Regions from separate parts of the Gasterosteus aculeatus genome. Here region 2 is linked to region 1. The links are chromatin contacts, called in public Hi-C maps. All regions are on one chromosome and are shown on one strand. The core of a region is the stretch at or near the end of the contact, and the rest is flanking DNA. Distances in the headings are between cores, read along the strand shown.

Region 1 (6,424 bases), core at 656-3,155:
AACATTTATTCATTCTTCTTGACCTTCTTGACCTATCAGACCGAGACCTACGATGCGGATCCATAGCTGCCCTCGAAGACCGGCTACGAAGCTGCAGAAGCGTCCACAATGGCAACATCGCCCCCGATGAGGAAAGACCGGTTTCCCCGCATGGGCTTTAATAAACGTATCGTAGCCCAGTTTCGGGAGCCCGAGGTTGGTGTGGCGGCCGCAGAGAGACATGGGAACCGGAGAGCTTGGGATCTGCCAGATGTGCATGCTAGAGGCTACGGATAGCGTTTCCACAAAGACACAGTCGTATCTTTTGTATTTATGTATGACTCTGCAATGAGCGGAGAAGAAAAAGGGCATTCAGTCACCTGAGTGTGAGGAAAAGGTCTTAAAGTCAGCAGAGATTTAAAATGAATGCGACCCTCATTTAAATGTTGAAGATATAGAGTCCGCGTAGCAGAGAGGAGAATATTAAGCGCCTCCGGTGACACATGTGATGGCGTTCTGTTTTTCACTTCCTGCCCTCGGAAAGGAGCAGGAAGCAATGCCGCGTAGGCAGGGATGGATTACTACACCCACTAAATGACTTTTGATGAGACACGTACAACAAAGAGGACACAGAGTTACTACTGAAAAAAGAGACGACTAAAATGAACTTTGCAAAGAGACCAAAATAACCAAGAGATGCAAAAAGGCTGCAAAGAGACCAGCTACAAAACGCTTGGTGGCAGCAGATGGACTCAAAATGACTACAAAGTGACAGAAAACCACTATAAAGAAAGTGAAACACGAGGTGAAACTAAACAAAGCAACTGCAGGACAACAACACAAGCTTTTGATTTAAACTGCTTAAATACAACACAATTGAAAACTGAGAGTCGGGGCCTTTTGGACCCACAGGAAGACGCACTGTCATGAAGGTGCTGCTGGTGGTTGTGGAGAACCATCTCATGATGCACGCCGCCCGGACCCCCCCCCCCCACCCCCACCCTTCCTACCGCTGCAGTGGTCACATCTCGTGGTACCAACAGAGCTGGCTGTTCCAAAAGACCTGTGTGGGAGGACACAAAGGAGCCGCAGCACCCGGGGGCAGAACCCCAGAACCCCAACACAGCTGGCTTCTCTAGCACGCCGACAATGCAGCCTTTGTCCCGGAGCAAGGACTGAAGGCGGCATCCATCCCCGCGCACCCCTTCACCTACGCGGCTCCACAAACAGCAGGTCCGCTCCGCGCACCCCGTGCTGATGGACGAATCTTTGTGCTCATAAATACCCATAAAGGCTTGATAATAATAGATTGATAGCGAGGGAGAATAATCCAATAAAAAGCTCGCCGCCTGTCATAAAAGAAGACATTGTCGATTTCCTCAGAGTGCAATAGCGTGTAATGGTACGGAGGTCACGCTCCTGCGTGTTCCTTAATCCAATTCTGGAAGCAGAACAGGCGTCCACGCCTCCGCCAGGTGGCGACCGCGCTCCGAAGCGGCGGCCTCGGAGCGCGCCGGATGAGCGGCAGCGCACGGAGGACGCGCACCGGCCGAGGAGCGGTTAGTCGTTGGCTGTTCAGTCCAAGTTGAGGAAGCTGTGATTTGCGTGGACCTCATTTCCCGATCAAAGCTCAGTTTCTATGTATGACATGCAAGCATTGTGACCCCCCCCCCCCCCCCCTCCCCCGTTCCCCCCCTCCGACCCCATGTTATTTGGCGACTAACGGAGTTTTTTTTTTTTTACATCGCCTTTGTGCGTGGATGGTAAATGTGGAGCCGTCCCACACTGCCACCATCTCCTCCCATCTCTGCCTGGTGTTTACTGGTAAACGACGGGGTGCGTATTCAGGAGGGGGGTGCATGGGGGGTGGGGGTGCAGTTAATGATTTAAAGCCCCCCCCCCCCCCCTACCCCTACCCCTCATCCACTATACGTTTGGTGTGGATTGTCGGACTGCGCGTCAGAGCGCACATGAGAATAGACCCGCCTCTCTGCTTGTTCGCTGTGCGCTAGTTGCGTCTCTCCTCTCTGTCCGCTTCAAACACATATTCCACTGGGAGGGAGAGAGAGAGGGGGAGAGAGAGAGAGAGAGAGAGAGGGAGAGAGAGAGAGAGAGAGAGAGAGAGAGAGAGGGAGAGCAGGACCTGTGAGAAGAGCAGCAAAAGAAAAGAGGAGAGGAAACACGGAACAACGACACAAATGGCACTCATGGCAGGGATTTTGTTCACGGCCACCTTTCTTGTTTTTGGGATTTCTACGTTTGTTTCGCCGGCACGGATATACCCCCCCAATGAAGGTACGGTTGAGAAACAAGACTGGCCGCGGGACTTCATCCCGCTCGGTCCCCCCCCCACTCCTCTGTGCGTGTTTGGCTGCGGAGCCTCACTTCGTGGGCCCCTATAGTTGCGATAAGTAATGGGGGACAAATAACCGCCGACGGTCACCTTTACGCGCGGAGACTTTTTTTTTTTTTTAATCTGCGCGCAGCCGAAAGAGAAAGCGGCTCTCCAAAATGCGCATCGGCTGCTTCTCGGGCTCCGGCTCGTAGCTCGTGCCAGCTGCCTAACGGCGGGCAGCAGGACCCGCAGCCCCCGATACGCGCTGATCTAGAGGGGGGGGGGTCAAGCCTCTCCCCGCTTAAAGACAAAAACTAACTAAAAAGACGTGAGACAAGGCCCGCTTGGCAGTCAGCGGGAGGCTCGCGACGCACCCGCTCGTCGCGGCTCGGTTTCCTTTTTTTTTTTTTAGCGGAAGGTGATTATGGGAATGACAAGATAACGAATGGTTTTAAATGTGCCGTCCGGTTCTCCGAAATTAAAGAACTGTTCCAAAAACATAAATTACTGCTCTTCTGACGTTTGCTTTTCTCCGATTCACGCGGACGTGGAGACGCGGAGCCCGGCGCGCGTGCCGCGGGGGTTCGGGGTCCGGCGGCCCGCCGCGTCCAGCCGTCCAAATGTTCCCGGAGTTCTTGCGCAAATCACCGAATACGCGAAGCACTTTATTTGGTGTAAAATCACGACCCGTCGGACGCGCCGGGGAGGGGGGGCGGTGTGGGCTCGGCCGAGCGCGGTGACCCGCGTCCCCGGTGAAGACACGAAACACATGTTCCACATTTAAAAAGGATCAGTCCGCAGTCTCCCGAATAATTCATAACACTGACTTGCGTAACGGACTTATTTCTAAATCACGAGCGAGCAGCTGATTAAGCTGCACACCGAATTCAAAAAGCCCCCAAAAATAACGATTAAATAACCTCCATTTAGAGCCGACGCTTGAAGTAACGCTTCACGGACACGATGTTTTACTTTCTGCAGGACATATTTTGCAGAACGCGGGTCGGTCACTCGGGAGTCTTTTAAACTGCGTTTGTTCTCCAACCGCCAAGTTCATGCGCACGGCCCCCTAATTGGATCGAATCACGTCCAAAATGCCACATTTCACGAAGCACATTTGTCCTTTGCAACAAAGAAAACGTCCATATCTCAAGTGAAATCGATCGGAACGACGCGCGTTTAGTACAGCAGGGAATTACGCAATAGAACATATTTGTCCTGCAGTTTTCACTGTCTATGCGTACTGACATTCATCATGGGAAATATATTTAGATTCAGTATAACCACTTGTTTTGGGCGAAATCACAATAACCCATTTTTCCTGCCCCGCGTGTCCGATTTAAATATGCCACAATGCCGATGTCTCACCGAGAATGCCCGCTCACTTCTCCCATTCTATGTTTTCCAGTCACGTTATTGGACTCCAGATCCGTGCAGGGGGAGCTGGGATGGGTGGCCAACCCCACAGAAGGAGGGGTGAGTACCGCAAAAGAAGTGTCCCCCTTGTTAGGACGCACGGCCCCCTGTTGAGCAGAAACGGGGAGATAATATCCATGTTTGGACCGACAAACAGACACACAGCACTCTTTAATAAGACTTTGTCCTGGTCAGCACTTTATAGTGATGATTTATTGTGCAGCTGCCTGCACTGTGGGGACATCAGAGGACATCAGGGCATCGTTTTCAGCGTCTTGCACTCAAAAAACGGGTAAATCAGTGTAGAGAGAGGGCAGACATTTCGTCGTACATATAGCGACTCTCTGGAACAGCCTCCGTGGCCCCATGGGGTTCCCCAAATCTACTTTGAGAACCACCGTTCTATTAGCGCCCCCCCCCCCCCCCCACCCTCAATCGCCAACCCCTGCTCCCCCCTTCTCCTCGCTTCCCTTCTCTCTAACCACTCCGCGATGGTCAGATGCAGGGGCCGATACTGCAGCGGGCGTCAGGTTTCCTGAATAGACGGCGGATTGAATCGGTCTTTGTGGAGAAACTTCATATCCCTTTCCACCATTGAGTGGAGGAGAGGGAGCGGGGGAGAGAGGGGAGTTGGCAGCCGAGAGAGAGGCTCCTCTTGAACGGGATGAATGAAGGGGGGGGAGGTGCAGAGGGGTTTAGCTTGCCGCAGGACGAGTGGATCCTGCTGTAAAGCGACGAGGGGGCAACGGGTCGACCCGACGCGTGATCCCCGCGGTCTAATTGGTGTACCTACGGTGGCTGTGATAAGGGAGGAATATTGGGGCCCCCACGGTAGCCTCGGGGCAGGGACGGCTGGGGAAGGCCCTTGCCGTGCCAAAACCGAGTAAAAAAGCAATGCAGTGGGGGCCCACGTGAATAATTGTTCACATTGGATAAATGGCAGCGGGCTCCTCTATTACACAAATGTGATGCGCAAATGATCTTTTTTCATGTTTCATGAAAATTAATACAAACTAGAAAAGGCATTTCCTGCTGAAAATGCGTTGGAATGCAAAAAGCTGAAAGCTGCACTGAATATTTGAAAATAGCTGAAAATACAGAAAGTTGAAGGGAATTTGAATACATTTGCTGAAAAGCTGAAATGAATTTGAAATTGCTGAAAATACAGAAATGGGAGAAGCTGAAAGGAATCAATAGATTTGCTGAAAAAGCAGAAATGAAAACAGCTGAAATAAATTTGAAATATTGCAAAAAAATACAGAAATGAATATTAAAAAATTGCTGTTGATAGAGGCATAAGAATAGCTGAAATTATTTTAAAGAACTGCTGAAAATACAGGAAGTGGGGAAGCTGAATTTCAATAGATTTTCTAAAAACAGAAGTTGCAGGAGCTTAAATTTGTTTAAAATTGTTTGTAGTAATATTAGTAGTAGTATTAGTTATAATTGTGGTATTAGTAGTACTAGCAGTATAAGCAGTAATAGTAGGTTTAGTATCAATAGCAGTAGAAACAGCTGGAATACTATTAGCCATAGTAGTATTTCTTAATAACATTAGTAGTAGTTGTAGTATTAATAGCAGTAGAAATACTAGTAGTATGGTAGTAGAAGTATCAGTTGTAGTACTAGAAGTACGAGTAATATTCGTAGTGGGAGACAGAATGTTTGTTATTCACACTTAAAAGTTTTTAATTAATAGGCCTCATCACAGACATTACAGTAAAAATTCCCTCCATGGGGCTTTTATTTTGAAATTATTGGATTGGGTGGGGTGGGGGGGAGTAGATAGAGGGAGGGAGGGTGAGAGGGTGAGGAAGGGAGGGGTGGTGAGGAAGAGATAGAGGGAGAGAGAGAGAGAGGAGAAATAGACAGACATACTGACTGAGAGTGATTAACAGTGAGCAGAGGTCAGGGTGGAGGGGGGAGGGGGGGCTAGTGTCTTTATCATATTGGTCTGTTGACAGAAAGCATAGCTGCGTCATGTGACTCCACTAATCAGGTCATAGGAGCAGCTGTGAGTCACAGACAGATCCTGCAGCGTGTGAGTGCTCGTAACCACGACAACGGCGCACCTGTGATCATTAACGATCTACTGCAAAAGACAGAGACATGGCAGCAAGTTACACAGAATCCACACCTCAAACAAATGGGAACCAGCGCAAAACTATAACAGCTATCTAAAAAATACGGCGTTTGTATGAGACCCAAGACTCTACCGAACGCGTGGATGTGTTTTTATGTCTGTCCGGTAATAAATACGGCTCCTATGGCCGTTGACAAAACGTGTACCTTGTGGATTTTTGTGAGAAATATGTCGGCAGATTTGTATTGGAGCCTATGGGGCTTTTGGCAGAGGTTGTGTCACTCAAACACACCTTGCGCCAAAACTAAATAACTCTGGGATTCCATGAACACATTAATCCAATCAGCACAACCATACCCTCATTAATCTGAAGAAATGAAGCCTCTAGAGTGTATACTTTGGCTGCAAGGACAAAAGTTCCATATTTTTTTAACCAGATTCCTGCGATGCCCCACACTCTAGCCTCGAGCTCTCCACTCTAGCAGACGCAATACACACTCATGTAAAAGTCAGAAACGGAGCGAAGAACTAGTGAAACATAATCAGTGATTATGAAAAAAGTACAATAGATATCAAGAAGCAGTTTTTTTCATAAAATAGTTGAGACTTGT
Region 2 (6,943 bases), core at 2,091-4,590, 170 kb after region 1:
ACACACACACACACGGAGTGGCGCCGTGTTGTACGCTCAACCCGACCAGGAACCTGCCCACAAAGACAGGAAGCGGAACCCTTCCACCCAATAGCGCGCTGCATGGTGCCTGGGGGGGGTTGGGGGGGGGGGTATTGCGGCGTGACGCCCCGTGATGGATTAGCTGCTATTCCCAACGCGTGTTTGCTTAGGCACGCGCGGGACGCACACAATGGAGGCAGCGAGGCAAAGTGCGGCAAATAAGGCCACGCTTTGGGATGAAAAAGTTCCATAGTTTGCGAGGGGGGGGCAGAGGGGACGGGGGGGTGGGGGGGGGGGAGGCATTCCGGAGTCATTACTCATTGTTTTGTGTTGTCGAATGAGATTAACCCGTTCATCTGTTCTCACTCCTTCACCTTTCTTCTCTCCCGCTCTTTGATCCCGGTTCCGGTCCAGCAGACAAACCCCGCCGGGTCCTTTCATCGGGGTGTGGGGGGGGGGGGGGGGGGGCGACGGAGGGGGCGGTGTACCGTAAAGACTGACTGGTGCGGCGGGCATAAGACGAACACTTGATCTCAACCCTGATCCCGGGTCAGGCGTCAGAAGACGGCCGCTATAGTTTACCGAGGGGGGGCGTCTCTTCTCTGTAATGTGCCGTACAATCCCACAATGCATTGCGTGCGCCGCGTGCTCTTAGCGAGGACTTGAGATGGTGACTGCCGACGTGCGCGGGGTTTTGGGCGCGGCAGGTGAACCGGCGGAGGGGTTGGTTGGTGGTGTCAGAGGCGGATTGGGAGAGGAGATAGAACTCCCGACACCGACGCAGTGCACCGGGCACTGACGCCAGGCTATCACCATGGTTACCCACCGCGAGATGTCAGAACATGTGTTCTGTCTAATTTCACCGAGTTGACCCTCCTCAGATCAGCACATCTGTCCCTCTCTCTCTCTCTCTCTCTCTCTCCCCCCCTCTTTCTCTCCTTCTCTCTCCACCCTTCCGCCATTCGCCTGCAACCTCCTCCCTCGTCACGTCTTCCTTTCGCCTCTCCTCTCAGCGGCGTGTTGTAAAGTCTGGCTTTCCCTCTGGGGGGGGGCTGCATGCTGCGTCTGTGTGCATGGGATGGCAGACAGGCCTGACCCACTTACCGAACTCCCCCCCCCCCCCCCCCTCTTCTCCTCCCGCGTCTTCACTCCATCTCTCACCGCCCGCCGTTGACTCGCAGTACATTTGTATGCACCTCTTTCACCGCGGCGTGTTTTCTGGCCTCATTTTCCCTGTAGAATTATGTAGGCGAGGGGGGGGGGGGCGTCCTCAAGCCATCTGCATTCCAGGGGTGTTGCCACATGCACACACCACACACACACACACAAACAGACATTGGGTGTGAGCAGCGTCTAAAGATAGAAGACGAAGAGGGGTCCGTGAGGACAACGGAGGTCTGATTGTAGACATTGTAAACACAAGTTTGTGGTCTCAGTCTCTGGTCTCGATCAAGTCTTCTTCAATACAGCATGATTGATATTTATGACGTTTCCACCGAGCGGTATACGGTACGGGTTGGGTCGGTACCCTTTTATTTGTGTCTCCACTGCCAAAAGTTGAGAAACCAGGTACCAAAAATCCGAACCGTACCGTACCACCTTTTGGGTACCCTTCCGTTGGGGTACCTGGCACAGGTGTTGTCGTCTCCTTGTGACAAACAGCCACATATCGAGAAGCAAGAACAGGATCGGCTGTACGTCCTCCATTGTGGTTTGCGGTTAGCTTTCAGTTTTCGCGCAATCGAATGACGTCAATCTACTTTCCGTCATATACCGCGCCTATCAAGTGACGTTATCACTACTTTCTCGAATACACCACGCCTATCAAGTAAGGGTACTGTTGGCGGTGGAAACGCTCGCCAAACCATGGTTAACAGACCCGACCCGTACCGTACCGCTCGGTGGAAACGCGCCATTAGTAAATGATGGTCCATTTACAGTCAAACAGACCATAAAGAGGGAGGTTGCTTTAGGGCGGGGCATCTATGATTGACAGGGTGTTTACCTAGCACACACACACATACGGCGTCTCAACGTCACTTCTTAGCCGTCCATATATTGGTCTATTCACAGGTTTCAAACCGTAACCCAAAATGGCGACCACCTTAATCCAAGATGGCGATGGCCAAAACAGCGGCCCACAAACCGGTGGGTGACGCCATGTTCACTACGTCCACTTCTCATATACGACGTGGCATCTACAGGGAAACCGCACACGCTGCCAGACAGGAAAATTGCTACAGGGCCGCGTGCAGAAAGGCGCCAAGGCACAAACTGCTCTTTCATTGAGTGTGTGTCTGTGTGTGTGTGTGTTGTGATGGACGACCGGTCTGAACGAGGCCTTGATAGAGGAACGAGACAGTAATAAGCAAACTCAATTAGCCCGGCTGTGAGCGTCTGTGTGGCGCGAAGCCTCCGGCCCGTCACTTACAGCGAGAGGAGACTCATAAATCCTGATTATTTTAGCTAACGAGAACTCGCTCCCATCTCAATGAATCACAGGTGAGTGCATCGGCGAGAAGCATCACGCGGGCCGGGGTGAACGCACACTCGCACGGGGGGGCGCGTGCACGCCTGGCACAACCGGGTTATTGGCTTAAGCAAAGAGGTTAATAAAGCCGAAATACCTGGGAACACCCCTTAGACCCCGAAGAACACGCAGACGGACTTTTGGTCTCCTCTCTCACCTCGTCTCCCAAAAATGCCGCATGGGCTGAGAAAATCCGATCGACAAGATTGGAAGATGGTGAAATATCGTGGATTTGTTTGTCTTATTGTAATTTATATGAAGCTTTGCGTGATTTGTTTGCTATGTTGTGAATGACGAGTTCAAATACAAACGCTCTGTCAGCTTCTGTGACCGTGTTCAAAAGCGACGTTAGCTTACATCCTCCGAATGGACGCAAATAGTGAGCCCAGCTCTGTCAAAGGGTTACCGCCGTATCAACATGTAGCTTATGTGTCTTATCTGTACTAAAACCAGGGGGTTTGAAGGGTTTATGTCTTCTGTCTATATTATTTCTTGGCTAACGGGTTAGCAATGCAACCACACAGGAGCTACGCTTTGGAGACTGTTTGACTTTTTAATGCAAAGCTATTCTACGCAGCTCTCAGCAGTGGCTTTTTTTATGTATATGCGCGGGAGCGGTTTAAATCTCTTCCTCTTAATTTGTCCAACGGTTGTGTCTTCTGTGTGGAAATACACTCACTTCAACGTACTCTCGAACCGGCTCCTTTCTCACGAATCGGTGGACCGGAGCCTCGAGAACACTCCGGCGTGGGAAGCAGGAGTCGTCTCAGCGGTGACGTTAGCTTGACTTAAACACAAAGAACTGTGGTTTTAGGGAGAGAGCGCGGAGGCTAACGTCAAACCGTAGACCACAACCTCTCCCCGTCTTTCATCTTTGTTTCTCCTCAGCGTTTGACCACAACTACTGTCTGAGCTGTCAATCATCTCTCATTCACACGCACGCTGCTGCTACAGAAGCTGCACAACGCCGGCGTGTTTGGACATCCACAGGCGGGACCTTCAGAGCCGGACAGGGTCAAGCGGACATTGTTCTGGAGAAGACACAAAGGCGCACACACACACACACATTCGCCTTGATCTGTCTTCACCCTTCTCTCTCTCTCTCACACACACAGTCTGAGAGCAATGGAGGACTCTAAAGCCGGAGGCGGCGGGACAACATCAAAGATTGAGGGAGTTGAATGCGCGGGAGGAAATTGCTGCTCCACCGCGGCGCGGCGGGATGACATCAGAGGCGGGGGGTGTCGGCTCCCGACGTCATGGCCCTACGTGGGGAAACGAACCGGGGGGAAGGTTCTGGCGTGACCGAGGGAAGTTTGGGAATACATTTGCATTGCTTTAAGCGCTTTGACTCGACTTGGGGATTGAGATGTGAACCGGAGTTCAGGCCGTGACTCATGTTTCTCCACGCAGACGTTCAGGGGCGGTCCCGGGACGTGTGCGTTGGCACTTTTTTGTATGAATTTAGCGGTTTCATTACACAGTTTTTCTTCTGTACAACCTCCACGACGACATTTTGTAATGAAAGCATCGATTGTGTTGCCATTTGTCAACAAGAAAAAAACGCTGCCTACCGCCAGGACGAATACAACATCCATATGCTGCCAGTGTAATTTACCAAATCACCGTTGTTATTACTATCTTTCCCAGTCGATTCTCTCCTCATTCGAAGGATTCTGTGAGGGGGGAAAGCAGTGAGAGCAGCTGAGGCACTTTGAAAATGAGCCGAACAAATGAGATCTTGTCAGCGTTGCATTATGTTTCTAATGATGATGACACATGGCTTGTCATGGTGGCCGGGGGGCTTGAGAGGGGGGGGGGCGGCACTCATAGAAGCATATCGACTGTGTGCTACCGGTGACAAAGTGGATAACTGATGCGAGCAGATGGGTTTGCATGAGGTGTGTGGAGCCAACACGCCATCTAGTGGTGGATTCATAGGAGAGACTTTGCATTCATACTCGTATGGTAAAATAAATAAATATATATATGTAAATAAACTACATGCTTTATACCAAAGACACTGTTTCTCAGGCACGGATATAGAAATGCCAGCTCAGAATAAAAGTTTATTAGAAACCAACAAGCGAAAAAGTGGATTGGATCAGTTATGTCACAAACTGTTAAAAATACAGATATTCTGTAGTTGAAAATTAACACAAGGAAGCGAGAAGATTTATAAAAACTCAAAATATTTCCCAGGAATGATAAATCCAGCATAGTATTTCCAGCATCAATGTTCCCTTTTTCTCGCCAACATTTTGGGAATACAGACATTTTACGTGGAATGTAAAATGAAATAAAGTGGCCAAGTGCCGTACGACTTCCCTTGAATTGCTCGTCACAAGTATTACAAAAACAGAAAAACGCGTGTAGAAAGGTTAGAAACTGATCTTACAAAGACATCACGTACAGTATTAAGAGTGTGTGTGTGTCACCATTCAGGACATTATGAGCGGCTTTAAAAGTGCACCATCTTGAAAAGTGGAAAACAACGACAACAGATCCGCACGAGTCCACGCGGTCAACCGCGCCGCCCGTAGCACGCCTCCTGGTAGGAAGTGGCGTTGACTGTGCCGAACATGTCCCTCCTGACAAAAGACAGGAAGTTCTTCAGGGGGCAGAGCGGCTGTTTGGCGCGGCGCTCGTGGGAGCGACAGAAGCTGGCGTGAAACGTCACGTCCTCGCCGTTGTATAGCAACCTGATGAACGGCTCCCCGTCTTTCCCCTTCGCGCCTTTACCGCCGCCTCTCCTCTTCGGACTCTTCCACAGCTCAAAGACCACTCTTGCGGCGAAGCGCGGCAGGTGCGGCTCCTCCAGCCCCAGGGCGCTGAGCAACGGCGCCAAGGTGACGTCGTGCGCCGAGGACAGGGTGAAGACCTCCTCGCCGCCCCCGCGGGCCTGCCGGCCAGCCCCGTTGTCCCTGGCGATGCGCTCCATCCTGGCGGCGGTCCGGTTGAGGTACGGGTACATGGCCAGGACGGCGTACTTGTGGTACAGCCCCGCTTGTCTCCGATCCACCCCGTCGTCCAGCTGCTGTCGGCGGATCACCGCCAACTGCGCCATCGTCAGACACCCGCCGGCGCCCGCGGGGGCGCACGGGAAAGGAATGTCGTGGCACAGCTGGCACAGCAGCGAGTCTATGGGGTTGGCGGCCCGGAGCTGGCGGGTGGGCAGGCCCAACGTCTCCGCCATGTCGGCGTAAGTCCTCTCCAGCTGCGCGTCGCCCACCCGGAGCCGGTACTGCCGCCTCTGCTCCTCCTCCAGGTGGCGGTTCCGGGCGGGGCAGTCGCAGGCGGCGTCGCAGAACAGCGTGCTCCGCTGGTGGCGCGCCGTCACTTTGCTCCAGTCGAAGTCCGGCAGGAAGCCGTGCAGGAAGGCCAGTCCGCTCTGGAGGGTGCGGCTCCTGCCCGTGGTCTCCAGCCACAGCTGGCGGGGCGACCAATCGGGCGGGAGGAGGCGGTGGCGCGCGTAGGCCTGGTGGAGGAGCTGCCCGTTGCGCAGGTGTTGCACCACACCTGCAGGGGGGGGTGGGGGGGGAGAAGTCGCCGATGCATTAAACCAGAAACGCAAACGTGAAAACAGTTTTGAAGCAGACTGTGAAAGTGTGGCTGCCCACCCGTCTGCGTGAGCTCCCCCATCTCGCAGGCGCTGTGGTTGGGCAGACGGGGGACGGAGCCCAGCGGGGGCTCCCAGTGGCCGCGGCCCCCCTGGGCCATGTGGCGGATGAAGGAGTCCAGCAGCTGGTGGGAGGGCTTCCTGAGGGCGGCAGAGGGACACCGGCACTTAAAGACATGGCTGTGGTTCTGACTACAGCCGAGGTGACCCGGAAGAACTCACTTCTGCTCCAACGGTTGTACAAAGTTCCATTTCATTGATGCTGTCGAATTAGCCTACACAACATTATTGCTTCGCCGTTGTTTCAGAATAACGGAATGCGCTTTGTTGCGAGTAATGTGTGTATTTAAACAGTGGCATGTTATCATTAAACAGAACATCTTAATGATTTATTCACTCAAACAAACAGTTTCTTTCTACGTGATATCAGACATTGAGCCCCCCCCCCGTTGAAGCCCGGATGGTATGATCCTTTATCTCATAACTAAGACACTCAGCAGCTTCCTGTTCACAGCTTTTACTTTTGACCTCGGACCTCTTCGTCCTGGTGGATTTAAAGCGTCTCGGCAACACAATATTTTGATATGCAGTCAAAGATAATCTAGAAAATTGGTTTAAAATGCAAATCACAACCTGAAGAGAAAGAACAACACTTTACAGCAAGTGTGATTTTGCTTTAAAAAGAGACTTCACATTTAACATTTAACAATTTCCTAATTTTCAGCAGACATTTTTCCAGGTCAGTGTTGGACAACTTAAACAGATGAACAAAT

The links. A called contact is a pair of places that touch in the nucleus more often than the background predicts.
Region 2: a contact with region 1 is called in a Hi-C map of skeletal muscle, with 5 times the contacts expected there. The contact joins the enhancer-like site here to the promoter of LOC120825194 in region 1. A contact is called at or near these places in 4 of 6 Hi-C or Micro-C datasets (skeletal muscle, tail fin and whole body).

Annotation. Positions count from the first base shown.
Region 1 is chr1:2,177,119-2,183,542 of fGasAcu3.hap1.1, forward strand. LOC120825194 (ephrin type-A receptor 4) reads left to right here and starts at 1,906. Exons shown (of 18, transcript XM_078107223.1): 1 at 1,906-2,274; 2 at 3,723-3,790. The coding sequence starts at 2,178.
Region 2 is chr1:2,341,016-2,347,958 of fGasAcu3.hap1.1, forward strand. pxylp1 (2-phosphoxylose phosphatase 1) reads right to left here. Exons shown (of 6, transcript XM_078107228.1): 5 at 6,172-6,311; 6 at 4,595-6,070. The coding sequence ends at 5,076. Among protein-coding and RNA genes, the nearest start is that of pxylp1, 12 kb to the right of the region's middle. Within about 2 kb of position 3,341, at least 1 of the 9 cell types and tissues checked has open chromatin away from gene starts, as enhancers often do.